3 separate regions of the Mus musculus genome follow, and all the other regions are linked to region 2. Evidence: chromatin contacts called from public HiChIP or PLAC-seq and promoter capture Hi-C data. All regions are on one chromosome and are shown on one strand. The core of a region is the stretch at or near the end of the contact, and the rest is flanking DNA. Distances in the headings are between cores, read along the strand shown.

Region 1 (3,747 bases), core at 1,145-3,644, 250 kb before region 2:
CAGACCACACCTCCCAATCCTACCCAACAATTTGGAAACAAGTATTCAAACATATGAGCCTATGGGGTCCAGACTCATTCAAACCACCAGAGGAGCTGTCCACTTTTCTTTTTATTATTTGAGATAGATCTTTCACTGGAACCTAGAACTTGACAATTAGATGAGAATAGCTGGCTAGTGAGCCCCAGGGATTGCCTCTCTCTGCCCTCCAGGTTGCTGGGATTACAGGGAAGCGCTGTCATGCCTGGGTTTATAAATGGGTGCTTGGGATTAAACTCAGGTTTTCATGTTTGCACAGTCAGCACTTTACTAATTGGACCCAGGTGTGTTTTTATTTTAATTGTTAATGTTTCTCATTTTGGAGTCATAGTTTGTTAAATACAGATCAACATACTGAGGCCCTCAGTCACTTGTAAGAGTGTAGCTGGGTCCTGGAATCAGAAGTTGGAGAAGTCATGGTGTGAGAAGAGCTCCAGTGAGCAGAGCCAGCTATCTCCAGGGGGTGCCACTGAGGCACCCCATGTCAGGAAGTGTTGTGAATGCAATGAGGCAGGAGAATGCTAAGGCCACACAGAGTGAAGACAAGGAATCTGGTGCTACCACTTCAGGGCCCGACCAGTACTTTATTGACAAGATGGCCCTACCACTCATTAAAACGGCATGTGCTCTTGATCCTGTCTCTATGCAGTTGTTTATACACCTCCCTTTTGCCAGGGAAAGCTTGGAATAGCCATGCTACATGAAATAGAGATTTTCAAATAAAAACACTAACTAGATCCGAGTTTTACAGATTTCCCCTGTGTTTATTTTTTAACCTTAGAGAGCACAAATGTCTTTAATATTGACCTTATACCTTATACATCCTGTAGCACCTGAGTTGATGTCCTCGATAAATTCCATGTGCTTCCAAAAGGATGCTGTCATTCTGAGAGCTGTCTGGGTGGTCCCCAACCCCTCAAGACTGAACACCAGGGTTTGTAAATAACTACCTCTTTTTAAATTGTCCTTTCCTTACAATCTTGAATTTAAATGTGAATATATGAATGTAAGAGCTCGCGATAACTATGCAGATTTATGGGCAATAACAATTTAGGTTCTATCCTGGAATTCAATCAGGCCTGCCTTCGTGTGACTGGGGATTCCTTGAAGCTTGGATAGAGTTAAGAGGGGGGAAAAGTGCAACCTGTAACCAAAACCATTTAGAAAGTAGAACAGCTGAAGATCTGGGACAGAAAGGTCCCTGGTAGAGCAAGAAAGGATTCTGACATTGGAAAGGAGGGAACAAGCATGGACACTTGTATCTGGAAGTTCCGGTTAAGGATTAGGGACGCTTGATTTCTACTTTCCATTGTTTGAAGATGGTCTTGTTTGTTTTTTTTAAAAAAAAAAAAAGCCAACATAATTCAGCTGGAGGAGACACAAAGATTTCTCCTATTCCTTGATTCAGCAAAAAATCGATGAGTTTAGCTGCTGTAATTGTCCCCCCTGCGTTCAGTACCTGAAATAAAATAGCCCTCTGAATGCATTTCTGCGGCTTCGGTGTCTGGCTAAACAAGTATTAATTAGATAATCTGCGGAGAGCTGGTGGGAGGATGAAAGAGGGGGAAGGCTGGATGGCAGCCTCATTTGGGACCCTGATAGTAATTCACTATCTTGGTGGACTGACTGAATCCCTGGGAGATTGAGCTCAGCTCCTAGCGGAATTGGATCTGCATTAAGGACAAGAGGAAAGCCAGGAAGACCAGGCCCAAATCTACCTCCTCAAGCTGTGGTTTTGGGTTCAGGGGAGGGTAAGCAGGAAGGAGCAATAACCCAGATCCCTTCTCAGAAATTCAAAATCTGCTCACCTGCTTCCCCTATCCCTGGGGCTCTCAGCGCCCCCAGCCTCCATTCATACTTCAAATCCTTTCTCAGAGAACCAGCTAACTCCTAAGGAGCTGGAAGGGGAGAACCACGCGTGGGAGAAGCTCCGAGAGGCAGCCAGACCCTGTTGGAGTGCGCTTGGCAAGCGGAGAGGTGCACTCTTTCACAGTTGCCTGCCCCGCGCTCTGAGCCTTAAGTCCTAAGGGCACTTCTGCCTCTGCAGGGACAGTGGACCCCCGGGGGTTCCTTGAGCGCAGGACCAGAAAGCCAGTTTGCGCTTTAGCTGCCCCTTTAAGGGTTCCCGAAACTTTCCAGCAGCTCTAAGCTGAGCCTCGTCATATCCGTTAGCCGTGGCCTCCCGGGCACGTTCCGGGGAAATTTTGCACTCCAGTTTCCCGGGGAAGAGGCGCGACCCGCGCCCATCCTTGACCTTGGCCACGGAGGAGGGGCAGGGCCTGCGGGGAGGCGGCCGCCAGAGGGGGCAGCGACTGAGAACTTGTTCAACTCTGCACCGCCTTCTCCAGCCTCCTCCCTGTCCGCCCCGCCCCGGCCGGCTAAGGACCGCAGAACCGCGCTCGCAGACTCGCCGAGCCCCCGCTGCGGGGATGGGCGCGCTGCTTCGAGCACTCTTGCTCCCGGTGCTGGCGCAGTGGCTCTTGAGTGCGGTCCCCGCGCTGGCCCCCGCGCCCTTCACGCTGCCCCTCCAAGTGGCCCGGGCCACGAACCACAGAGCCTCGGCTGTTCCCGGACTCGGGACCCCCGAGTTGCCCCGGGCCGATGGTCTGGCCCTCGCACTGGAGCCTGTCAGGGCTACTGCCAACTTCTTGGCTATGGTGGACAACCTTCAGGGGGACTCTGGCCGCGGCTACTACCTAGAGATGCTGATCGGGACCCCTCCGCAGAAGGTAGGGTTGGGGGCGGTAGTTTCTGTGAATTGACTCCACGCGATTTAATGCCGTCCCTAAGGCAGTAGCTTTCACTGGGAAGAAGGGTCAGGGAGATGCATGGGTTGGGTGAGGAGTGGAGGCGCGCGCTAGGGACGCACCAGGGAGCGCAGCCTCTGCCGGAGCACAGCTCAGGGGGTGTGAGCAAATGTTTCAGAACTTGGTGGCCCTCCCCCACCCCGTGGAGCTTGACAGCTGAAGGAACCTGTAACATGCTTCGGGCCCAGGAGCGACGCCTCCTTCCAGCAAGAGCGGTACCTACTGAGTGGGTGGTGGGTGGGGTCTTGGAAAAAGGTGCTGTTAGGTGCAGGGAAATCACTGGAGTTGATACCATCTCTATGCTGTCTCATTGCTAAAAAGACTCTTGGACAGCATCCAAGGCGCAGTACCCTTTAAAAGAGATTTCTCCATGAGCTCAGCTAAAAGACACCCGGTTCCAAAGTGTCTCTTTGCAGGGCAGAGCCAGCCGTCTTCCTTCCTCGGAGTTTGTTTGCTGGCTTCCTCATAGCTGTCCGGCTGCCCAGCCTCTGGGAGCCGTGCACCCGCCAAGGCATGCATCCTGCGGGGGTTGGAGAATGTGAATGCCATTAGCTGCTGGGGAACACCAAGCGCGTAGCGAGTCAAAGATAAAACAAACGCAGTCCAAACAGCTTTCTTCCCCGCCTTGTGCCGATGTTCATTTAACACTTCGAGTGACAGGGAACACCGGCTCCCAAGCACGGAATCTGGCAAGGGAAACAAAAGCCTCACAGAAGTGATCCGACCCTCTCCAATTCGAATTCAAGTTGTCTCATAAGTTGAACGCACCGTATGAAGACACTTTATTTTTAACATCGTCGTTGGGGGTTGTCATGCTGATGTGATTACCCATAAATAGAACATGCTCATGACTTTTGTATAATTCTAATTAAATTATTCAAGACTTTAAGAGGATGAGCCA
Region 2 (3,484 bases), core at 602-3,101:
ATCCACAAGAACACCTCTCAATTCTTTCAATTAGTCTCATGCTGTGATGACACTCTTCAGTTTCATTCCTCTTTCTTCCTTCTCTCTTTATACAGGGTCTCACTGGGTAGCCTGGACGGCCTTGAACTCACAGAGTGCCAGATGTGTCTGCCTCTGCCTCCCAAGTTCTGGAATTAAAGATAAATCTCACCACACCTGTGGCTTTTGAGTTTTCATTCTAACATCATATGACTAGTCAGGTCACTTGAGAAAGATCCTAAGCACCTCTTCAGTAGAGGCAGGTAAAGGTGGGGAGTGGGCCACCTTGCCTGCCTGGAGGTCCTTCACCACCTACCGCTGCAGTAGCTTAGTAGCCTGGGATCTTTCGGTCCCTGTGTCCTCATGAAACTGCCCAGCCCCTACCCCTAGCCTTCCTACCAGGAAGGAAGCTGTCCTTACCCTCACCAGCAGGAGAATCTCTCCCCTCCTCCCAAACCAGGTAAACAACCCCCACCTCACTTTGGATTTTACACCTTGCAAGTGGCCTGCCCTTTGGAACTTTCCACAATGCCTGGCTCTTGCCCACTGAGTGTTGAAGGAGCCAATTCTAGATGGCTTATCTTAGCCCCAGGACTAAGGTAAGCATTTGCATAAAAGGTCTGCAAGCCCAACCTTGTGGGGATCCCTGCTTTCTTAGTACATTTAAGGTGTTCTTCTCCCTTAAATAAGCTACTAGAGTCCTTTGCATGCTCTGAACTGAATTAGGGGCCATTGTGAAGGTACCTGGGCTCCTAGCAACCAAAAGCCCAGCCACAAGCCACCCACATCCTCTGGGGCATGGACACACAAAACTTTCAGACCATGGGACAGTTAATCTCTTCAACTGGACTCGCACACCGCGTCCTCTGCCAGCCTAGTACGTTGGGTCACCCTGCCACTGCCCCAAGTCCCAATTAAATGCCCAGGTGGTCACCCTTTTTCCCAGTAGACAGCTCGCCCTTGGCAGCCCGGCCTGCTGCCCCAGGACCAGCTCCTCCAAGGCCCATTCCAGTGAATTCTCAAAGCCAAGGCGGGCCCGCACCGTCGCCTCGGGTCACCGCACGCGATGGCTGAGCACTCCCTTCCCACAGGTGACGGACAATTCCCGTCTTGCCAAGGTCCCCAGGGCCCAGCAGCGCCGCCTGTATCGGCCCTTGGCATCTTAGCCAGTTTTCAGTTTCTCTCCACCTCTGTAGAGACCAAGGAGCGGAAGGAGTTCAGGTAACCAGCCCGACTGCCGAGATTTTCCCGAAACAAAGAGAACTGCGGACAAACCTCTAGCTCTGCGCTCTAGGAAAGGATATCAGCACGTGACGCGAGCCAAGGGCTTGCTCCACTGAAGGACCCCGGCCCCCAGGAACTCTCTTCTCCAAGCTATTAGTCAGGGATCCGCAAGACCACAAGCCAAGCCGCTCGAATCTATAGAGTTGATCTGGGATCTCTGCCGCGCGTCACGGAATCGGGGTCGTCGGGACCCCTTCCCAGTCCCCAGGACGTACACTCGGGCGAATCAGTCAGACGGTCGCACCTGTAGTGCCTTGGCCTCTCCTAACTCACTTGTACCCTAGACGCCCAGGCCCGGCACCGCCGGACGGACCCAGGTCACCCCATTTCCTTTTCTGTGCCGGGACCGGAGCTTGTCAGGCGCGCTACTCACCTGTTGCGCTTCCCGCCCCTCTCCGCCTCTGTCCGAGCTCTTGGCTTCCTCGTCCGCTCCAAGTACACGACCTACTCCAGTTCTCGCTTAAATCTCCGGAGGCGGCGTCCCGGGAGCCAGGGTGACACCCCTAAACGCAGGCACCTCGGCCAGAAGGAGGGAACGGCCAGGAAAGGCTGTCCAGGAGGGAGGAGGAGGAGGAGGAGTTTCCCCGAGGGAAGCCCAGGGAGCGCTCCTCCCCTAGCACCGAGAGATCAAACTGGACTCTAGGCATTCCCCTAGCAGCGACCCGCCTCCGGACCAGCGGACCCTTGAGGCCCAGACCCATGGGAACTCCAGGGTCCTGCTGCGACGGGTCTTTGGACTGCACTATTAAAGAAGTAGGAAGCCCCAAGGGAGCGCTAACCTGGTCCCTTGAAAGTCTGGGAGTGGCTACATTCCCAACTCCGACAGGCTCTGTCTGAGCTGTGGACACCAACAGGGCACATCTTTTAAGCGTAGGTGTTTCAGCTCCTGGGCCCTCCCCTGTGAGCACAGGCTTTCCTATTGAAGAAAATCCCTTGGGTCAGAAGTCCCCATTCCCAGCCTCCAGCTCCCAAAGACTGAGGTGTTACTTGTACAGAGGATCGGGCAGAAGTCAGAGGACAAAGAAACTGCAGTCTACAGCAGACCTGGTCTTCTGCTACTTGACAGACTCCGGAGACATCCGGCCTAAATAAGGCTCTAAGAGACCAGAGTAGTCGTCCCAAGCAGCGCTCTCTCTGCCAGCGAGCACCGAGCTGATGATTTTTCTATTAAAGCTGCGCCTGTTGTCTGGGGCAGCTGCAACTACAAAAACAGAATAACAAAACTAGAAGAAAAAAAGAAAAAGTAAAAAAAGTCCTCTTTGTAAAGGTGTCTGCACCGGGAATATGCTGCTTGATAGGAACTTTTATTTATCTCCCCAGGTTTTCCCCTCTAGCCCCTCCCCGTTTGCTCCCATGGACCCCCATAGTTTACCTTCACAATCTACCGAAGAAGTAAATCACTTTTTCTCTTTATCATCTGGTGGAGTGATAAGCCTAGGTCCTTGGACAATTTCACAGTCTCGGATCAGTTTTTCTATTTTGAGACAAGGTTTTACTGTGTAGCCCTGGCTGTCCTGGAATCTACTCTGTAGACCAGACTGGCCTACCTCTGCCTCCCACGTGCTGGGGTCAAAGGTGTTCAGAGCAAGAAGGGCATTCGAAGTGGAGAATTTTATGGAGTTTTGCAGGGCCTCTCTCCATGCCCACATGAATTAAAATGATCTTTCTTCTGGAGAGCTGTTGTGTCATTTTAAAAGAATAGATTACCCATGATTCAAGAGCATTTTCCCACTTTAGTAACAGGCACTTATGAAGTATTGTTGCCCTAAAACTCTCGTTGCATCCACACGACACACAAGTCAACACAAGTTGTTTTAACTCAAAATAGAGGCAGAAGAAGAACATTAGGAATGTGCTAGCGCACCATGGCTGCTCACCCTGCGAGCCTTTCCTGTCTTCCCCGAGACTCTTTTCCCCTCCCACTCTTCATCGGTCCTGTCTGGAAAGGTGCTTAACATGCATGTTTGTAAAGTTATATCTGGAAGAGATCAGCCCTAGACCTGGTGAACTTGAGGCAGGATAAAGAGACAATAGAAGGCAAAGAAGCCCCTTCCTTTGGGGTACAGTGGATTGAAATCTCTCTCCAGCCAGTCAAGAATGCCACACACTTGACAGTCATCTGTGGATATGCCTGTGTAGCTGATGGTTTTTTGATAGGAAGGTGTTTCAAATAAGAATGTGA
Region 3 (3,937 bases), core at 1,033-3,532, 240 kb after region 2:
CGTACCCTCCTGCCTCCTTCCCTGGAGATCCTAAACCGTCCATTACACACTGCTGCCTGCAATTGCTCTCCTGACGCCCCTGTTGTAACTTCTCGCAACACAAGTATGTCTATTCATTGAATCAGACATGATTTCACAGGACCACAGGCTGCACTCATTTCTTCAGGGTGAGCTGTGATGGCCTTCACTGAATTGTCATCCAGTACCCAAAGAAGCTGGTTCAAGAAGTACACAGGGCGTATAGCTCTTTTCCTGGGAGATCAGAACAGAGCCACATGGGTGAGGAGATGGAGCAGAAGGCTGGGAACAACAGAGCTTCATGCCTACCCTTCTGAATTAGGAGACAAAACTGCCAGTTAGTCAGGGCTTCAAGCTGCTGGAGGGTGGGCACCCACAGTGACTCCATGTCCCTCCCTATACCTGTGGACCAAGCCAGGGGATAAATGGATGAATGTAGTTTCCTGCCCTGGGTGAAGGAAGACCCGCCCTAGGAGACTCTAAGCGAGAGTCTCTCAGGTCCCATTCATGCCCACAGACTCTCAAAGGATGCCTGGACAGTGGGCCAGCTGGTGCCTCTAGGATAGCAGCCGTGTGCTGGATCATCTCGGTGTTTCCTTCTATTTTGAGTGGAGTCTACTGGCCTGTATTTGTGTGTGCTCTGGCTCCCCAAAGCACCCACAGACTCAACTCTAAGGACACAGTTCCTGTGCCAGTCCTGTTCAAAGCTCTCCACCCTGATTCACTGGCCTTTCCCAGCCTGGGATCCCAACTATGTTCCCACCCAGCCCTCTGTGCACTAGCCCACTCTGCTTTCCACTAGATTTCCACTAGAGGCTAGATTTCCTCACAGCACCTGTCTCCTACTAAACTACCCTTCCTAGATAGATGGCTCAGGTCAGTGCAGAGTGTGCCAACAACCCCTGCACACCCAGCAACCTTCTTCCTTCATGTCCTTGTCACTCTTGTGTAACCACCGTTACTTATAGTCTACACTGCCTCTTGCACCTCTTCTTTTGTCCCTTGGGTGTATGAAAGGTGTCCACAAACGTTTACCACAGAAATGGCCTGGTAGAACAATCTGGGAAAGTTATCCTGAACAGGTGTCAGACATATGTTACAAATGAGAATCTGAGTCTGGCCAGCCTTTATGCCACTGTTGGTGACCAGTTTTATGCTCTATTATACCTGAAAAATGCAGCAATGTCTTCCCTACCTTCTGCACAGATAACCTTTCAGGAAAAAAATGACAGGACACCCCATGGCAACAGTGGTCCTTCTCAAAGGTAATCTCTCTAAGACAGCCTTGTAATTGTAGCTGGCTTTGTATGGTCCAGGCTTCCATGAACATAGACTTCTGGCTCAGTCTCCAGAGTACTGGGATTATAAGCATTTGCCATCAACCTAGCTGTGGTTGGTGTTTTAATCTACCCATTTGTCTTCTGGAAAAACAAACTACCTTGTCTGTTCCCCAAAGAGAACTAGTATATTCTTTGCTGACATTTGTGGAAAAGCATGAATCAAAGACGGAAAAACAAACCTCATCAGGAGAAAACTTAGTGCTTTTTCCCTTTAATAATCCGATCTAAAGGTTTTATTTCAGAGTAAAGCAGTAATTTCAGGGCAAGTCTGAGGAGGAAGCTGCAGTAGGTAAGACATGGAAAGCCGGTAGGTTTGAAGCAAAATATGGTTGGGGTGGGGTGTATAGGCGATCAAGTCTCAGCAACTACTCTGCACTTTCCAGGGAGTACTGTCTCTGCCACCCCTGAGGTTTCCCAAAGTCGGAGAATTCAGGTTTTACTTTTAAAATTGCCTTCAGGACCTCAAGCGGTGGCCTGCACAAGCACCTCCATGGGAGGATTCTGACGGGCTCTAGCATATGTTTTTTTAAAAGAAGCGTTGGCAGCTTTAAATTCAGGCACAGGTCCACGTGTCTCCAGCTCACATTCTAGCTTCTACCATTTTAAACCACCTCGGAGGAGGGGTACGCTTATGAGCATGTGTGAAGAGGCCCTCCACCATTCCATGAAGTGTTGGGGGGGGGGGGAATAAGCGCGCCCTCGCCCACCACTGCCTCTCTCGTCCTACCTCTGCCCTCTCAAAACTCACCTCAGGAGCACGCAGGCTCCACCTGGCCCCCACCTGTCCACCCTTTTCCCAGATAGTAGGTGGGCACATGTCTCCAGCCTGTCTTGCCACTGTGGTCCCTGGGCCACCAAAAGGTAGAGACGAGTGAGGCGCCAGGGCCTGGGAGCCACGGCACAGCCTCGGACTTTCTTAAACGCCAAAGGGGCTGGAGACGAAGGCCCCTCCCTGGGCTGTGCCCGAAAACCGGGTAAGGCGGCCGGGTAGCCGGGAAGGGACTGTAGAGACTTGAGCCCGCAGCCACGCAGGGCCTGGCGGTGGCCGCTGGGCCTGGGCGCACTAGGGGCGCAGCGCCTGAGCCCGCGCCGGGGCGGGGGGCGCCGAGCCCGCGAGTGGGCGGTCGGGCGCCGGTTGGCGTGGGCCGAGCGCGCGGAGGGCAGTTGGCAGGGGCCGGGCGCTCGGAACCCAGGCTGGGCACTTAGGGCAGAGGCCAAGCCCGCGGCAGCGGAACCCGGCGGGCGCAGGGCGATCCCGGAGCGGCTCCGGATTCCAGCCGGGTTTTGACTCCGATCGCCCACGGCGCCCGCGGCCCCGACTGTAACAAAGAACAGGCGGCGCGGCGGCCGGACCGGGGCGGGCGTGGGGGGCGCGGCTGGAGGCCGAGCCCGGGCCAGGCGCGGGCCGCGGGCCGCAGCAAGGGGCGCGCGGTGGGGCAGCGGCGAGCATGGGCCCGGGGCTTTACCTGCCTGTGGAATGTGCAGAGCGGGGTCGGATCCGGACTCCGGGTTGCGATCCGCTCCGGAAACTGCGCAGCACCGGAAGCCGGGGGGGCGGTGGCGCGGCATCGTGGGAGTTGTAGTGCGCAGCGCAGGCCGACGGGCGGGCCCAGGGCTCCGGGTGTTTGCACCTGGAGCTGGGAACTTCGGGCTGTGTTAACAGGGAGTCAGGGATAAAGAACTGCGTGTTGTGGGAACTGGCTGGGGCTTTGTAGCCAGAGAGCCCAGGAAACGGCTGCGTGATTGAGGAACCCATGGGCAGAGATGCGTGGTTGCAGATATGGAGGATGGTTGCCTTCCTGAATGGGGAGCGGGTAACTGTCAATGTGGATGGGGAACAGGAGAGAGACTATATGGAGGCCTGGTGAAGCGGGCTGTGAGGATTCAGGGTAAGGGACTGAGTGAACAAAAAAGCTGGGGAGAGAGGCTGTGTGATCCATGAGAGGTGGCCAGATGGTATGTGAACCGAGGAGTTAAGGTTAGAGCTGTGTGTGTGTGAATGAGGCAGGCAGTGTAGTGAACTGAGCAGACAAGGACATCTTTGCCCTTCAAGACACCTTTAAGCCCGGGCGGTGGTGGCACACGCCTTTAACACCAGCACTTGGGAGGCAGAGGCAGGTGGATTTCTGAGTTCGAGGCCAGTCTGGTCTACAAAGTGAGTTCCAGGACAGCCAGTGCTATACAGAGAAACCCTGTCCTCGGGGGAGGGGGGGGGGACGACACACCTTTAAAACAGGTACACACCCCATCATCCCCTATACCACTTTCATTGGTATTGCTCATTCTTTAAAACAGGTACACACACATCATCCCCTATACCACTTTCATTGGTATTGCTCATTCTAAGTGCTCAGAAGGCCACTTCTTTCATCTTCTACATATGAAACAGGACTAAGTATAAATAAAATCAGGCTGTTTACAAGAAAAACCAGTGTAAATCTGAGACCAAGGAAGACATGTAGGCTGAATGGATTATCATCTACTAAGCTTCGCGCTTTGCCTTGGAACAGGATATGAAAGCAGACTTACTTGAAAGACTTTCCCTTGAAAAGGGAGCTCTCAATGTCAGGGCTCCCTGC

Evidence for each region. Promoter capture Hi-C pulls out the DNA fragments that hold promoters and counts their contacts. HiChIP or PLAC-seq counts read pairs in DNA pulled down with a chosen protein or histone mark.
Region 1: a promoter capture Hi-C map of embryonic stem cells shows a contact between it and region 2, with 2.1 times the contacts expected there. The contact joins the promoter of Bace2 here to the promoter of Tmprss2 in region 2. A contact is called at or near these places in 5 of 39 promoter capture datasets (the 3T3-L1 cell line, 3T3-L1-derived adipocytes and embryonic stem cells), 9 of 484 Hi-C or Micro-C datasets (B cells, the N1E-115 cell line, Sertoli cells and 6 more), 2 of 115 datasets of contacts at active chromatin or transcription factors (pancreatic cancer cells and stem cell-derived neural progenitor cells) and 4 of 9 other capture datasets (adipose tissue, embryonic stem cells, liver and 1 more).
Region 3: an H3K4me3 HiChIP or PLAC-seq map of the SCID.adh cell line shows a contact between it and region 2, with 2.6 times the contacts expected there. The contact joins the promoter of Prdm15 here to the promoter of Tmprss2 in region 2. A contact is called at or near these places in 4 of 115 datasets of contacts at active chromatin or transcription factors (the SCID.adh cell line, embryonic stem cells, extraembryonic endoderm stem cells and 1 more).

Annotation. Positions count from the first base shown.
Region 1 is chr16:97,354,334-97,358,080 of GRCm38.p6, forward strand. Bace2 (beta-site APP-cleaving enzyme 2) reads left to right here and starts at 2,395. Exons shown (of 9, transcript NM_019517.5): 1 at 2,395-2,768. The coding sequence starts at 2,469.
Region 2 is chr16:97,609,344-97,612,827 of GRCm38.p6, forward strand. It overlaps Tmprss2 (transmembrane protease, serine 2), which reads right to left and starts at 1,852. Exons shown (of 14, transcript NM_015775.2): 1 at 1,676-1,852.
Region 3 is chr16:97,848,945-97,852,881 of GRCm38.p6, forward strand. Prdm15 (PR domain containing 15) reads right to left here and starts at 2,283. Exons shown (of 24, transcript NM_144789.2): 1 at 2,107-2,283. The coding sequence starts at 2,175.